3 separate regions of the Capra hircus genome follow, and regions 1 and 3 are each linked to region 2. A link is a contact called in public Hi-C data. All regions are on one chromosome and are shown on one strand. Each heading gives the region's core, a stretch centred on a gene start, on an enhancer-like site or on the middle of the called end of the contact. The rest is flanking DNA. Distances are from core to core; before and after follow the strand shown. Region 1 overlaps KDM2A (lysine-specific demethylase 2A). Region 2 overlaps SSH3 (protein phosphatase Slingshot homolog 3). Region 3 holds the start of GRK2 (beta-adrenergic receptor kinase 1).

Evidence for each region. A called contact is a pair of places that touch in the nucleus more often than the background predicts.
Region 1: a Hi-C map of blood shows a contact between it and region 2, with 2.8 times the contacts expected there. The contact joins two enhancer-like sites. A contact is called at or near these places in 2 of 5 Hi-C or Micro-C datasets (both in blood).
Region 3: a contact with region 2 is called in a Hi-C map of blood, with 2.6 times the contacts expected there. The contact joins the promoter of GRK2 here to the enhancer-like site in region 2. A contact is called at or near these places in 2 of 5 Hi-C or Micro-C datasets (both in blood).

Annotation. Positions count from the first base shown.
Region 1 is chr29:45,552,781-45,557,134 of ARS1.2, reverse strand. It overlaps KDM2A (lysine-specific demethylase 2A), which reads right to left. Exons shown (of 21, transcript XM_013975985.2): 16 at 3,904-3,993; 17 at 1,027-1,739. Among named protein-coding and RNA genes, the nearest start is that of TRNAE-UUC, 17 kb to the right of the region's middle. Within about 2 kb of position 1,629, at least 1 of the 5 cell types and tissues checked has an H3K27ac peak or open chromatin away from gene starts, as enhancers often do.
Region 2 is chr29:45,612,157-45,616,823 of ARS1.2, reverse strand. It overlaps SSH3 (protein phosphatase Slingshot homolog 3), which reads right to left. Exons shown (of 14, transcript XM_018042874.1): 11 at 4,370-4,516; 12 at 3,955-4,155; 13 at 3,573-3,864; 14 at 1,527-2,478. The coding sequence ends at 2,206. Among named protein-coding and RNA genes, the nearest start is that of SSH3, 7.1 kb to the right of the region's middle. Within about 2 kb of position 1,788, at least 2 of the 5 cell types and tissues checked have an H3K27ac peak or open chromatin away from gene starts, as enhancers often do.
Region 3 is chr29:45,570,317-45,574,503 of ARS1.2, reverse strand. It overlaps GRK2 (beta-adrenergic receptor kinase 1), which reads right to left and starts at 1,561. Exons shown (of 21, transcript XM_018042871.1): 1 at 1,198-1,561. The coding sequence starts at 1,310.

The DNA.
Region 1 (4,354 bases), core at 380-2,879, 60 kb after region 2:
TCAGATTTGGGAAGTAAACTTATGGTTGCAAACAATGGAGTCTTCACTTAGAGACTAAAAAACTTCACCCAGGGCACATAAAACTTGTATGGCAAAAACAAGAGCACTAGATTTCAAATTTTTAATGTGTATCAGAATCCTCTGGTGGAGAATTTATTAAAAACAGATTGCCCAGCCCCACCCTCAAGGTCCTGATCAGCAGGTCTGAGATATGCCCTGAAAACCGGTGTTTCTAACAAGGTCCCAGGTATGACACTAGTTTGGGCATCACACTTTGAAAACTACCGCAACAGGATTTGACCCAGATATAAAGGATTTATCCTAGGGTTTAGGAAGTTAAGGAAAAACAATGTCCAGTGGAAATCTTCATTCATCACCTCTAGGGATGCTCCCTTATGTCTTACTGTTTAACTTGAAAAGAAATAACAGGTTTCACTAAGAAAGCCAACTAAGTCTCAGGAAGCTTCAAAACTGAACCTTGCTTGCTGGAGAAAGGCATTCTGGTCTAGGTTTAGAGTATGAGATTTAGAACTGTGGAAAACTGTGAGCCTGTGAGCACCTGCAAAGTTTCTGAAAAGCACATATACCTTTCTCGGGAGACGGACACGTAACGGGGCGGGGGTGTAAGAGCAGTCGTCTGTGTCCCCAGCCCCAGGAGTGACTGGCGTAACAAATGTATGATGCGTTCAACCAACTGGGGGCAGAAGGATTATGACTCCGAAGTTTTAGGACACACTGTACAAACCCACCCCCAAGCCCCAAGGTACAAATCCATTCAAAGTCCAGTAAGGAAAGACAGGAAAGTACAGAGCAGGGAGAAGAGGCCAAGGGCCAGATTTCCCTGATGACACCTGCAGGTACAACCGGCCACATCTTCTAGAGGACCCGTGTCCGGGAAACAGACTGGGTAGATTCAATCCCTTAGGGCCCAACCAGCCTCCAGGAGCCAAGACACATGCTGTTCTCACATGGAAAGCTGCCACCTACGCCCATACCCCTGTGCCTGATCCCTGTAGCCCTGCTCACCATTTATACCACGTCTTGCACACTCGCATACATTCACAAAGTTCTCTGCGGCTGAGGTAGCGGAAGACAGACATCCAGACCTCCCGCTGCATCCAGCTTTCGTCTCCATCCTGAGCCCAACTTCCCCGGCCATTCAGCCTGGCCGCACCCCCCTCCTCTGCACTGTCATCTTCCTCCTCCTCCTCCTCCTCGTCCTCCTCCTCTCCCCCCAGCCCCTCCTCATCCCCGCGCTGGGGGGTTCGGGCTGGGCAGTGCTGGACCAGCACACGGGGGGAATGGCGAAGGTTGGCAGAGGAGGCCGTGATGGCCTGCAGCTTGGGCACAATGGATGTCCCGTGGAGCTCTTTGGTGGGCCTCTGCAGCGTGACAGTGAGGTACGATCCCCGGATCTTGGCTTTCTCAACTTCAGACAGCTCCTTTTTGCCGCTGGGGTTGTTCTCCTTTTCCCGTACCATGGTGCGCTCTGTGGCCTGCAGCCGCAGCAACTGCCGCCGTTTGAAGCGCTCATCGCGGCTGGCACTGTGGTGGTCGCTGGGGCCGGCCCCAGGGGAGGACCGAGTCACCACGCCCCGGGGGGAGGCCGGGTCGTGGATGAGCTGCAGCATGGAGGTGGGCGAGTGAGGTGGGGGCGTGAGGGGCTCGTCGCAGCTCCGCAGGGGCCGGAGGACTTTGGCTTGCACGGCTTCTTCGTCACTCTCTTCCATTTTCCGCTTCTGCAAAACAGGCGGTCATGTCAGTGCCTCCTTTCTTCAAGACCCTCTGCACATACAGGATCAGCCTCTCTGTTGCTCTTGGGGACTAGTGGAGGGCAGGCCGCTGCTTTTCTATGGGGGAGGGACCTCTGTGTGCTGCAGGATGGTCATCTCCTCACTGCCTGCAAACCAGACTGTAACTGAGCTCACATCTGTGCTCAAGGCAGCTGATTATAGAGCAAAACCCTCAAAATGGGTTGCTTGTGAAATCTACCTGTGACAGAAAGGTCTGTGTCCAAGTGGGAATGGGATCCACATTTGAGCTACATGATTCCAACGCCTACTTTACTCATCTCCTGTCCCAATTTTTTGGTTATAATATAATCCTCTGGGTAAAGAAATCCTTTAAGGCTGCAACTCCTACCCCTACGCAATCTGACCATTTTAAATTCTGCCTCTAATTCAGCTCTTCACCCAAGAGATGCTTCTGCTGGAAGAAAAACAGCCTAAATATACACGTTTGAACTAGGATGCAGATTCTGATAGCAGTAAACCTACTGACTTTTAGCCCTAGACAGGGTCTGAGTGCGACCCTGCCAGGCTGCTTCTACTCAGCACCCCACACTGTCCCAGGAGACCAACCACAAGTGAGAGATTAAGCCTAGAATGAGAAACCGCACTGTTCCGGGAGGAATCTCCTCAGGATGAAAATGAGGAATTCGAGTTTGGTGAAGCCAATATCCCACAATAAAAGCACAAGCTCACCCTCTGCCACCTGTGCTCTCTGGTCTCCTGTCCCTTCCTGGAGCCCACCTTGGCTATGACGCAATGAAGCCTGACCACCATGTTCCACTAGGTATCAAAGCAGCAGTTCAGACTCCCTTAAGGAGACGTTCTATGTCCCTCTGCAACTATTCTGCTCCCTTTTCTCCTTATATTCTTAGATCACTGTGGCTGAAAGAGAATGACCAATTTTTGGGTGCTGGCTTTTATAAGGCATTAGAAGGTAACACTAAATACAGTATCTGCCAACCTGTCTGCTACAGCAAGCATTCACCACCACCACCACCAGTGAAGAAGACAAAAGTAAAAGTTACTACCAGACGAACCTGCTGCTTGTTAGAAGAACTTGAAATGAGAACTCTGCTGCTGCTAAGTCGCTTCAGTCGTGTCAGACTCTGTGCGACCCCACAGATGGCAGCCCACCAGGCTCCCCCGTCCCTGGGATTCTCCAGGCAAGAACACTGGAGTGGGTTGCCATTTCCTTCTCCAATGCAGGAAAGTGAAAAGTGAAAGTGAAGTGGCTCAGTCGTGTCCGACTCTTAGCAACACCATGGACTGCAGCCCACCAGGCTCCTCTATCCATGGTTGCCACTGCCTTCTCCAATGAGAACTCTAGCACTCGTCAACTCCAGAAATCCTTCTCATCAGACCTATTTAGATTGAGAAGTTCAATGACCTCAGTGCCTGAGTGGGAAGAAATAGGAAAAAAAAAAAAAGAAACAAGGAAACGTGTCCCTACTGTCCTGTACAGGGTACCTGGAGGAGACTGCCAGGGCGTGATGACTGGCCTGAGGCCAATGGCTGCCTCTGTGCATGCCCTCAGCAGATCATGTCTTCCTGGCCTGAGAGACCAGTCCTTCTGGCCCTCTGACATTACTGGCGGCCACTGACCAGCAACCATAGTAGCTTGGGGCCAAGGTCACAGCACTGGTTTCCTCCGGAAAAGGGACTGCCTCTGTAGGACACAACTGGGCACAAGGGTAGGGCTTTTTGCCACAAAGGTGAAGCAAACAAAAATGTGAACCGGCACAACTGGAAACTCTAGTACACGACCATGTACCAGCTGACTCAGGTTGCTGCCTCCCCTCAAGTTTCATTCCTCACAGACCACGATCACCTCATTTCCCTCCTCAAACAGCTCGGCTGTGGCTCCTCTTTTCCAAGGGCCCCGGGGTGTAAAAGAACACTGGGAATTTGCAGAGTCCCGGGGAACAATACTCAATAATGCAAAAAAAGAAAATTCACAACTCAAAAGAAAAATAGCTAAACAAAGGGGAAAAAAGATAACAAACGAAACAAAAAATAATCTCCTGGGTCAGAAAAAACATGCAAAGGCAAACGTTATTTCCAAACTTGACACTTGCTTTCCTCTCACAGTGCGAGACTGGAAATGTTCCCTTACCTGGGCTTTTTCTGAGCTGTCCTCTTGGTAGCACTTTGGACACTCCCAGCAATTTGGCAATTCCTCGTTAAGCAACCCCTCTCCATCCATCTACAGGCAGAGAGTGGTTATTAAAAATCTGTCTCATTTAAAAAACAGACAAAACCCAATCTGTGTCTTAAGTTTCGTTTATCAAACAGTAACACAGACATATGGTTGGTAAGAGTTACTCACTCCTAAACACACCGGTCTATAGGGGAGGAAAAAAAAACAAAACAAAAAACAAAATCAAGAGCCATTTGGCCTCACTCTAAGCCAGTGGGATACTGGCCACCCTCACTCTGATCAAATTTAGACTCCAAGAGAAGATTCCCAAGAGTCTGAGACAATCTGGAGTCTCTTCCCCTGACCCATACATTCTCCTGAGGGTCCCATGCCACTCTACAAGGAGCTGAACATACAGGAATGGTGC
Region 2 (4,667 bases), core at 539-3,038:
TACATATAGTGCTTTTTTTTTGGCGCAGGTGGTGGGGGTGCCACCTGGCTTGAGGCATCTCAGCTCCCCAACCAGGGATTGAACCCAGGCCCCAGCAATGAAAGCCTGGAATCCTAACCACTTGGCCACCAGGAAGCTCCCAGTATACATACAGTTCTTAATCATTTATCTGCATTTTTGATGCAGATAATTGCCCTTCCAATTTTTGTTTCTCCACGTGGTGAATTCTTACTTCTCAGAGTCCTCTGTAGATTATGGTGGGCCCCGCAGCTCTGAGTTCCTGATTGGATCTTGCCTTCCCAGCTGCAGACTTCAGGAGGGCAGGGAGTTGTCACCCCCACTTCCCCCCAGCCTAGGCCTTAGACTGCTGAAAGGGAAGCCTGGGTGGGAACCATGGTTGCCTGTAGATGGCAGGCCACCCTCTCTTGGCTCAGCTCAGTAGGGTGGATCAGCCTAGTGGCTCAAGAGTCAGATCTAGCTTTTCTGAACCTCACTTTGTGATCCTGAACCTGCTACCCACAGAAAAATGATTCCTCTTCTAGAGGGCACGTTGAGGCTGAATTCTGTCAATGTACGGGTGACATGTATTGTTAAAATATCAAAGCAGGAAGGGGAGACCTAGGGATTTCCTGGTTTAATCCTTTTGTTTTACAGAAAGAAACAGAGACTTAAGGTGAAGTAACATGCAAGTGATAAAGCTAGGGCTAGAACCCAAGTCTCTGTCCACCAGGGTTACAGCAGTGCTGGGGGTCCAACCAGGGTCTGGGTGAGAGAGTCACTCCTAGAACTGAGCATGGAGTCTCCATTAACGAGAACATTTGCCACCAGCTCCCATCTGTGAGGTCTGCTGTGAGGGAAGGAGTTGCACCCGCCCACTCCCCGCCCCCAACCAGACTAGAGTTATAGGGCACCGTGTTGCATCATCTTGGGAAGCCGGGAGAGGAGTGCCAGCGGTGGGCCTGCCTACTCTTTCTTGAACACTGCCACTGAACAGAAAGAACCCCTTGGCAGAGGAAAGGGCCATCGCGGCTCCTTCCCTGGCAGTGGTGGGCTGGCTTGGAAAATGAGGCTCTCTTGCATTGTAGCAGGAAGATTCTTGGGACCCAAAGTGTGCTCAGGAACTAGCAGCAAGTGTCCAAAAGGAACCTTAGTTTCTGGGACAGGCTTGGTCCTGTCCAGGTAGGCACTGGCAGCTTCCATTTCCTCATAGGTAACTCCCTTCCGCTGCCCCAACAGCGTCAGCATCTCCTGCCCAGTGTAGACTTGTTCCCCTGCTGACCTGCCTGAGGGGGTGTGTGGAGCCAGCATTTACCCAGGCCCTGCCCTGGGAGATGAGGGAGATAGCTCCGGCCTCCTCTCTTCTCTTCCCCATTCTTCCTCCCACCCACCCCACCCCAAACACACCACTGCCCACATGGGCCTGTCACGAGATACCTGGGAACTGTGAGGAGACTGGAAGGGGTAATGCGAGGCCAGACTCTTCGTGTAACCAGAGAAAGAGTGGACTGACAGGCTTTATCATCAAATTGAAAATGGTATGAAAATGTTTTTTATTTCTGAGTACAAAGCGAGACACTATTAAGACTATGAAAAACGGGCCAGAGGCTGTGAAGCACAGAGAAGACTCTCTCTGGCCTGGTGCCCGGGGCTCCAGTGCAGTGCTGGTGAGGCGCCGGGGCCGAAGCAGGCTCAGGCTGCTTACAGGGCGTGTGAGGCCGGCCGACTGCCAGCCCCATCGGGGGGGGGTCTGGGCACCGAGGACTGAGTCTACTCCCGGCCTTTGGGGCAGGGGGGCCCACTGGTTCTCTGGAGGGCCTCAGGAATGAAATGGCGGGGCTGGGGGGATGAGGCAGATGGGAGTGTGAGAGGGAGGGAGCCTGAGCCTTTCTGCACTGGGAAACTCTGTTTTTTACATCTGTGGCTTCAAGTGTGTGTTTCAGGCAGCAGTTGCGAATGAAGCTAGGGTACTGTTGCCCGCAAAGGCACCTTCAGTCTCTACCATATCCCCAAATATGGAGAAAATCTTGAGCCCTTGGAGAGGTGGACATGGGTCGGAGACTTAAGGCTGTAGGCGCTGAGGCTGTAGTGACAGGAGCCTGCGGCCTCCTCCTAAGAGGACTGTGAGCAGATTGACAGGACTGAGGGGTGCTCGCCCCAGGAGGCGCCTCTGCTTGTGTCTAAGGGGGCAGGGGCACGCTTTGGGGCTCACGCCTCGCCCTCCTCCCCACTGCTGTCCACGCTGGCCTGCCTCACAATCTTCTGGTGCCTGGGTGTGGACACACAGCCGGCCTCCCCCTGCTCCTGGAAGGCCCGGGTCCGGCTGGCCACCAGGGCGGCGCTGTTGAGGGCCACCACAGACTGGCGGGACTTCAGGGCAGGCCAAGGCCCCCTGCGGACCTGCCGGCCTCCCTTGGTGCTTGAGGGCTGAGGGAAGGGCTGGGGAGGGTCCTCATCTGAAGATTCTTTTGAAGAGAAAACCTGGAAGAGTGAGACTATAGAGTCAGGGAGGTCTTTCCAGGGCAGGGCTGTGAAAAGGGTAGATGCAGAATGTCTGTTGAGTGAATTCAGAAACACTGAGCTACTCACAGGTCCGATTTCCCTAGGCACCCCAGGCCTCCTGCCCCTGCTCCTCACCTGCCCCTATGTGGCCCCCAGAAGCCCTTTTTAGCCCGCCTCTCCTCCTCTTGCCCCCACTGCTTTGTACAGTCCGTCCCGTATGCCACAAGGGACACATCTTCCATGCCAGGCCCTGAGCTGGGTGCTGGGTGAGGACACCCTGCCTTTAGAAACGCTGACACCCCCCATCAACCATCTATCCCCCCAGCCTTCCACACCCAGCGCCACCGCCTCCAGGAAGCCTCTCCCAAATGTCCCCATCCTCTGTGAGACGAGCCGTCTTTCTTTCTTTCCTCTGGGTTAGCCACCTTGGCCGCAAGTCATGTGGCAGGGGGAGGGGGTGACTTCGCAAGGCAGGGGCCAGCTTCTGGTCTTAGACTTGTGCCCTGCAGCTCTCAGCAGAGGGAGAGCGCTCAGCTATCCAGCCACAACTTTGGTTGTGTGACTGCTGTGACCACTCTGTATGCCCACCCTTCGATGGGTTGCCCCTCTGCTTTGGGAATGGGTGCTGAGGTCGTCCATACCCATCTGGGTTCAGCAGTTGGTTGCGCAGCTCCTGGCCTGGGGAGGATGCTCCCCCAAGTCTGGGCAGCCTTGAGCCTCAGGAAGCAAGTCCCTTCTTCAGGCTGAGAGCTGCCTGCAGCCACCAGCCTAGGGCTGTTCAGCCATGGAGCCGGCCAGATGGCCCTGTCCCAAGGCTGTGCTCCCGCTCCCGTGGAGAACGGGGTCACCTGTCCTGCCTGTGTCTCCTCCACTGCTCTGAGCAGATGAAAAGGAGCAGACCAGGGCATGGCCCGCATGCTCAGGAGCCCCCTGGTCAGGGCCAAGCCAAGCCTCAGTCCTGGACTCTCTTGTCTTCCCGCCATCTGCCCCCTCCTCCTCTCGGGCCCCCACCCTGCCTCAGCCTGGCTCCTCTCGGGCCCCCACCCTGCCTCCTCCCATGGCCACAGCCTCACCTCTGGCAGGTCAGCATCACCGGAGGGGCTGTCCAGCTCGGAGGGTGGCTCCAGGAGGCTAATGGACCTCATGACCCCACGGAGGTTGATACGGGGCCGTGACCCAGGCGCTTCTCTTGGGGCTGCCTGGCTGTCCTCTGACCCCACGACACTCAGCTCCCCACTGCCCCCCGGTTGTGGCTGAAGAGGTGGGAATGGTGTAGACACCTCGGGGGCCAGGGGCTCCTCGGGGGCCAGGGGCTCCTCTGGGGAGGCCCCACCCGCTTTCTGCTCCCAGATGTGGCTCTGCCGGCTGTAAGGGGGGCCCTGAGTCAGCTTCCTGACACAGCGGCCACCCCCAGTGGCCACCGCACGCCCCCTTCCCTGTCCCCCCACCGCATACCTAGCAGTCAGGATGCCCTGGTAGGTCTGCAGCTGGCGCAGGAAGCCAGGGTTGGGGCGGGCGATGGGCCGGAGCTCCTGCACGTGGCGCAGAGCCTGCTCCAGGCTCCAGCCGTACTGCTTCATGGCGTAGGCGATCACTGTGGCAGCTGAGCGGCTGACGCCCATCTTGCAGTGGACGAGCACACGGGTGCCCTGCGCCCTGTGGAGCCACACACGGTCAGCTTCCCCTTCCCCACCCTTCGCTGTGCCGTGTGGGGGCGGGGCAGCTCGCAGGCTAGCCTCCCAGAGCAGAGGGGAAGGAGGTGAGGGCCCTGAGGGCCAGCAAAGCGGAGGGCAGGGCGGCTGGCAGCGGGCACAGGCCGCAGAGGGCAGGCGGCTGAGGTGGGGCGGGCGGCGGGGTGGCATGGCCCCACCTGGCAGCCTCCACGAAGCGGTGGGTCTCCTTCCAGTGGGGCAGCAGCTGAGCCGACTCCTCATCCCAGAGGCGCACGTTGTGGTAGGTAAAGCGCTCGGGGTAGAAGTTGTCGATCTCACGGGCCATGTTCAAGATGTGGCTCACCCTGCAGCCCAGGCACGAGCCAGGCTGACCTGGAGCCAGCGCGCCCTGGGCGCTTAGTGTTCTCGGTGCTGAGGGTCAGGGTCGGGGCTGGGGGTGGTACAGTTGCAGTGGGAAGAGGAGGTGACTGTGACCTTGAGCATATCGGTTTACCC
Region 3 (4,187 bases), core at 312-2,811, 42 kb after region 2:
CACTCAGGATGCCACAGAGTCACAGCCGTTATTTCGCACCGTCCACATTTCACAGATGAGAAAACTGAGGCCCAGAAATGGGAAGGGACTTGCCCAAAGTCACATGATAAGACCAGGACGGCTAGGATGGGCCCAGGGTCCTGGCTGGCGGGGCATGTGGCTCTTCAGGCAGAATGGCCAGGCCCGGGCTCAGGCTAGAGTGATGCACCCAACGTGGAACCACAGCCAGAAGCCCTGATTCTGGTGGCCCAGCATCACCCTGGCTTACCTGTGACACTGGGCAGGCCACTCATGTCTGGGCCTTCAGCTTCCCTATCTGTTCCACGGAGACAAAACCACACCTGACCGACTGGCCCCCTGGGTTGTTGCGAGGCTCAAGGGATGGGAAAATACTCTCGAAGCCATAACATGCTGGACAGCCTCAGCTAGCGTTCCTATGCTGTCCACTCCTGCGCCTAAACCCTGAGCAGGTGAAACTTGGGTATCAGGTCAGTTATCTCACAGAGAGGAGGCAGCTGTGATCCAGCTGCTGCAGGCACGCTGGGACATCCCCTGGCAAGCAGCACCCCTGGGGTACCACAGGCAGGACTCTCGCCAGAGGAGGAATTCCAGGGGAGAGGGACAGAGCCATGGGGTGCACACCAGACCCTGCTCCCCACCGCTCCCCCGGCCCCCAGAGTACTCTCAATTCCCACCCCAAGCCCGCGGGAAGACCGGGGAAGATCCCCGGACGACTGGTCTGCCCCGAACCTCACAGAAGGGCCCACCCGAGGGGGCCAGGGTGGGGACCGGTGGAACCCCAAAGGGGGTGGTGCTGGGAGTCGGGCCCCGGGAGATGGGCAGGCAGAGGCGGGGGACTCCGCGGTGGGAAGGGGGTACCCTGGGCTATCCGGAGGAGGATGAAGGGGGTGCACGGCGCAAGCGAGAGGGCTGACGGAGAAGGGGGCCAGGCGGAGTGTGTGAAGCGAAAGGGAGGCAGGCAGAGCCGGCCCGGGGGCACCGGGCGGGTCGGGGAGCCCGCGCAGCCGGAAAGCCCCCGCGCTGGGGCGCCCCGGGTGTTCAGGTGCACAGGGCCGGGGGCGCCGGGGGCGCCGGGGACCGGCCAGGGCTGCCGGACGCCGGCGCTGAGCGGGGCTGAGGGGATCGCGGGGCCAGTGCCCGGGCGGCCGGGGCGCGGGGCTGCGGCGCCTGCCTCACCTGGGCTCGGGCAGCAGGATCTTCTTGCTGGCGCGCGCCGCCGGCGTGGCCTTGCTCTTCTCCATGGCCATCAGGTAGCTCACGTCGGCCAGCACCGCCTCCAGGTCCGCCATCTTGGCGGCGGCGGCGGCCTCTCCCGCCGTTCGGCTCCGCTCCGCTCCGCTCGGCGCGCTCGGCCCGGCCCGGCCGCTCCGTCGGCCTCGGGCGCCGCCGCCCGCCCGGCCCCGCTCGGCGCCCGCGGCTCCGCTCGGCGCGGCTCACAGGCGGCGCCGCCCCATGGCGCCGGCTCGGGCCCGGCCCCGGCTCGCTCGGCTCCCGCCGGGACTGCAGTCGGGCCGCCGCCGCCGCCGCCCGCCGCCGCCCGCGCCCCGGAGCCGCCGCCGCCGCCGCCTCCGGCCCCGCCTGCCGCGCACAGCGCCAGCGAGCCCGCGAGGGGCCGGGCGGCGGGCGGCGGCGCCCCCTGGAGGCAGCGGGGCTGGACCGAGCCTGACCCCCGCCGCCACCCGGCCTCGACTCTCCGCCCATGGCCCCCACCGGCCATGACCTGCCCCTGACCTGGGACACGACAGGGCCCCTCGCCTGCAGAAGACCCTAGACCCAGACATTGACCACGACTCGGGGAACAATTCGGGTCCCAGACGCCACGATAGACCACGGCCGAGACCCCAGACTTGGCATTGCAGAATGTGACCCCAGGGGCCACCATAGACCACGGCCGGGACCCCCGACTGGCATTGCAGAATGTGTTCCCAGGGACATGGATCTCAGACTTTAGCTATAACCCCTGATCCCTGACCTTGGACACAGTCAGAAACCTGACACCAGACCTGATCACATTCCTGACCCCAGACTCCAAACAGGACCCCCAGAACTAGACCTTGGATCATCATCTCAGACTGACCATGACCTTAGGTCACCGTTCTGGACCCAACCCCCTTCACACCCAGACCCTGACGCTGACCCTTGACCCCCTACAGGTCCCCAGATCCAGATTTGGGGCCAGGACCTCAAACACTGATCCCAACCACAGACCATGACCTTGATCCCAGCTTGGTTGCTGAGCCCAACCTTGATTCCACTCCCTGACTCAGGCCACTATTATGACTTCAAACCCTGGACTTGGGGGCAGAGCCTGGGCCTGGACTTGGACCAGACCAGGGTTCTGGACCCAAAAATTTGGGACATGGACCTAGGACCAAGACATCCAACCATGACTCAAACTGGACCTAGAGCCCTTAATGGGTTGTCATGGACCTGGGACCTGATGACTGGCATCAGACTCCAGACTTACCCCAGTCCCAATCCTCACTCCTGCTCCAGACCCAGTCCAGGACTCCCACTCAGGACTGAGGACTGTGCACCAAAAACCCCCTCCCTAGCTCAGAATCATGATTCCACAAAGCGGGATCCAACTTCTCTCAGCCTTGAGGGGAGGGGAGCTGGTCATGGGGGTCACTGGACTGCCTGGCAAGGGAAATTTACTCTGATGAGATTGCATGGTGGAGGTGGAGGGGATCCATGTATCACAAAGCAGCACCCTTATCTCAGTGTGCTGCTCTTAAGAGCATCTCTGTGTTTTCCAAGGTGACAAGATTCCCTCCCAGGCCTGGGCCCATGGAGCCAAAGCCTCGTGCCAGTTTGTGGATCAGTAACCAGGACCTTTTTGCAAAGCCTAGGATTCTCCACCACCTTTGTCATAGGCACTTCTCAGGCTATCTTTTGAGATCAGCCTTGGCAGAGCCTGGAACCAGAGGGCATCAGTCAGGATGGTGAGCTCCCCTTCTCAGTGGGTGACACCACCATCCACCCAGACACTCAAGCCAGAACTCCAGACATCACCCTCGGCTCCTCTGTCTCCCCATGCCCTAATCTATCACCATCCCCTCTCATCTGGCCTCCTGAGAATTTTCTTAAACCTGTCTGCTTCTGAGGATCCCCAGGGCTCCTGCCCTAATACAGGCCCTGACCAGAGGTGCCTCCTTCAAATCTTGATCTGATAGATTTACTGTCTACTTAGCACTGAGAAGCAGGGCTTCTGGGGATGCTGGGAGTGGGGAATTCAGAGAGCGGGCTCCAGGCCCCCACCCCACTCTGCCGAAAGCAAATCATGTGAGCAAGTTCCTTAACCTGCAAGTCAAAGTCTTGGATGACTGAGTCCTGCTCCCCTCTCAGGCCGGGGTTGCCATCATCCCCTAAGCCCGAGGTAGACCCCACCATCAGCCGATCCATCAGCTTTTACCCCTGTGCCTTTGTCCTTCCCTCTGTCTCGAAGCCCTCTGCATCTCCTCTTCCCTGGCTAACTCCGCTCACCCTTTAAGACCCACCTACTCCAGACCATCCTCCCCAATCCCCTTGCTCCCAATTGTGTACATCTCCACTTCTGCACTTAGTACCTGCTTCCTTGATTTGAAAACATCATCAATTGCAAGAAGCACGTCATTTCAAGTTTTTGACGGGGAGGGGTGGGATGTGTGTGTATATTGTTGTTCAGTTGCTCAGTCATGTCCAACTCTTTGTGACCCCATGGACTGCAGCACGCAAGGCTTCCCTGTCCTTCAACGTCTCTCGGAGCTTGCTCAACACTCAGGTCCAATGAATCAGTCCATGAAGCTTTATTCAATGTTTGCATCCACTGGAAAATGCCTCCTGACGTTCACACCTCCTCTCACTGAAACCAGTGCTCCCAGTTTACTTCTTGCCCCCCAGAGCCCACAATGAGACCTGACACAGAAAGATATAGTCAGCATTTGATGGGTGAATGAGTGACTGAGTGAAGGAGCCCCACAGTCCAAGGTGGCACATGGTGTCTGGGGTAGAAGATGGCCAGAGTAATAGGAGGATGTGACAGAAGGCCTCCGACTTCCTTTCCTCCTGCCTCTCTGAATCTCTTCAGCACCCTAACTACAGTCACTCACTGGCCTGGGGTTTCTGAAACAGCTCCTGTTCTAAAACTTCTGTCCAGTGAACTCATTAGGCCAGAGTCCCTGTGA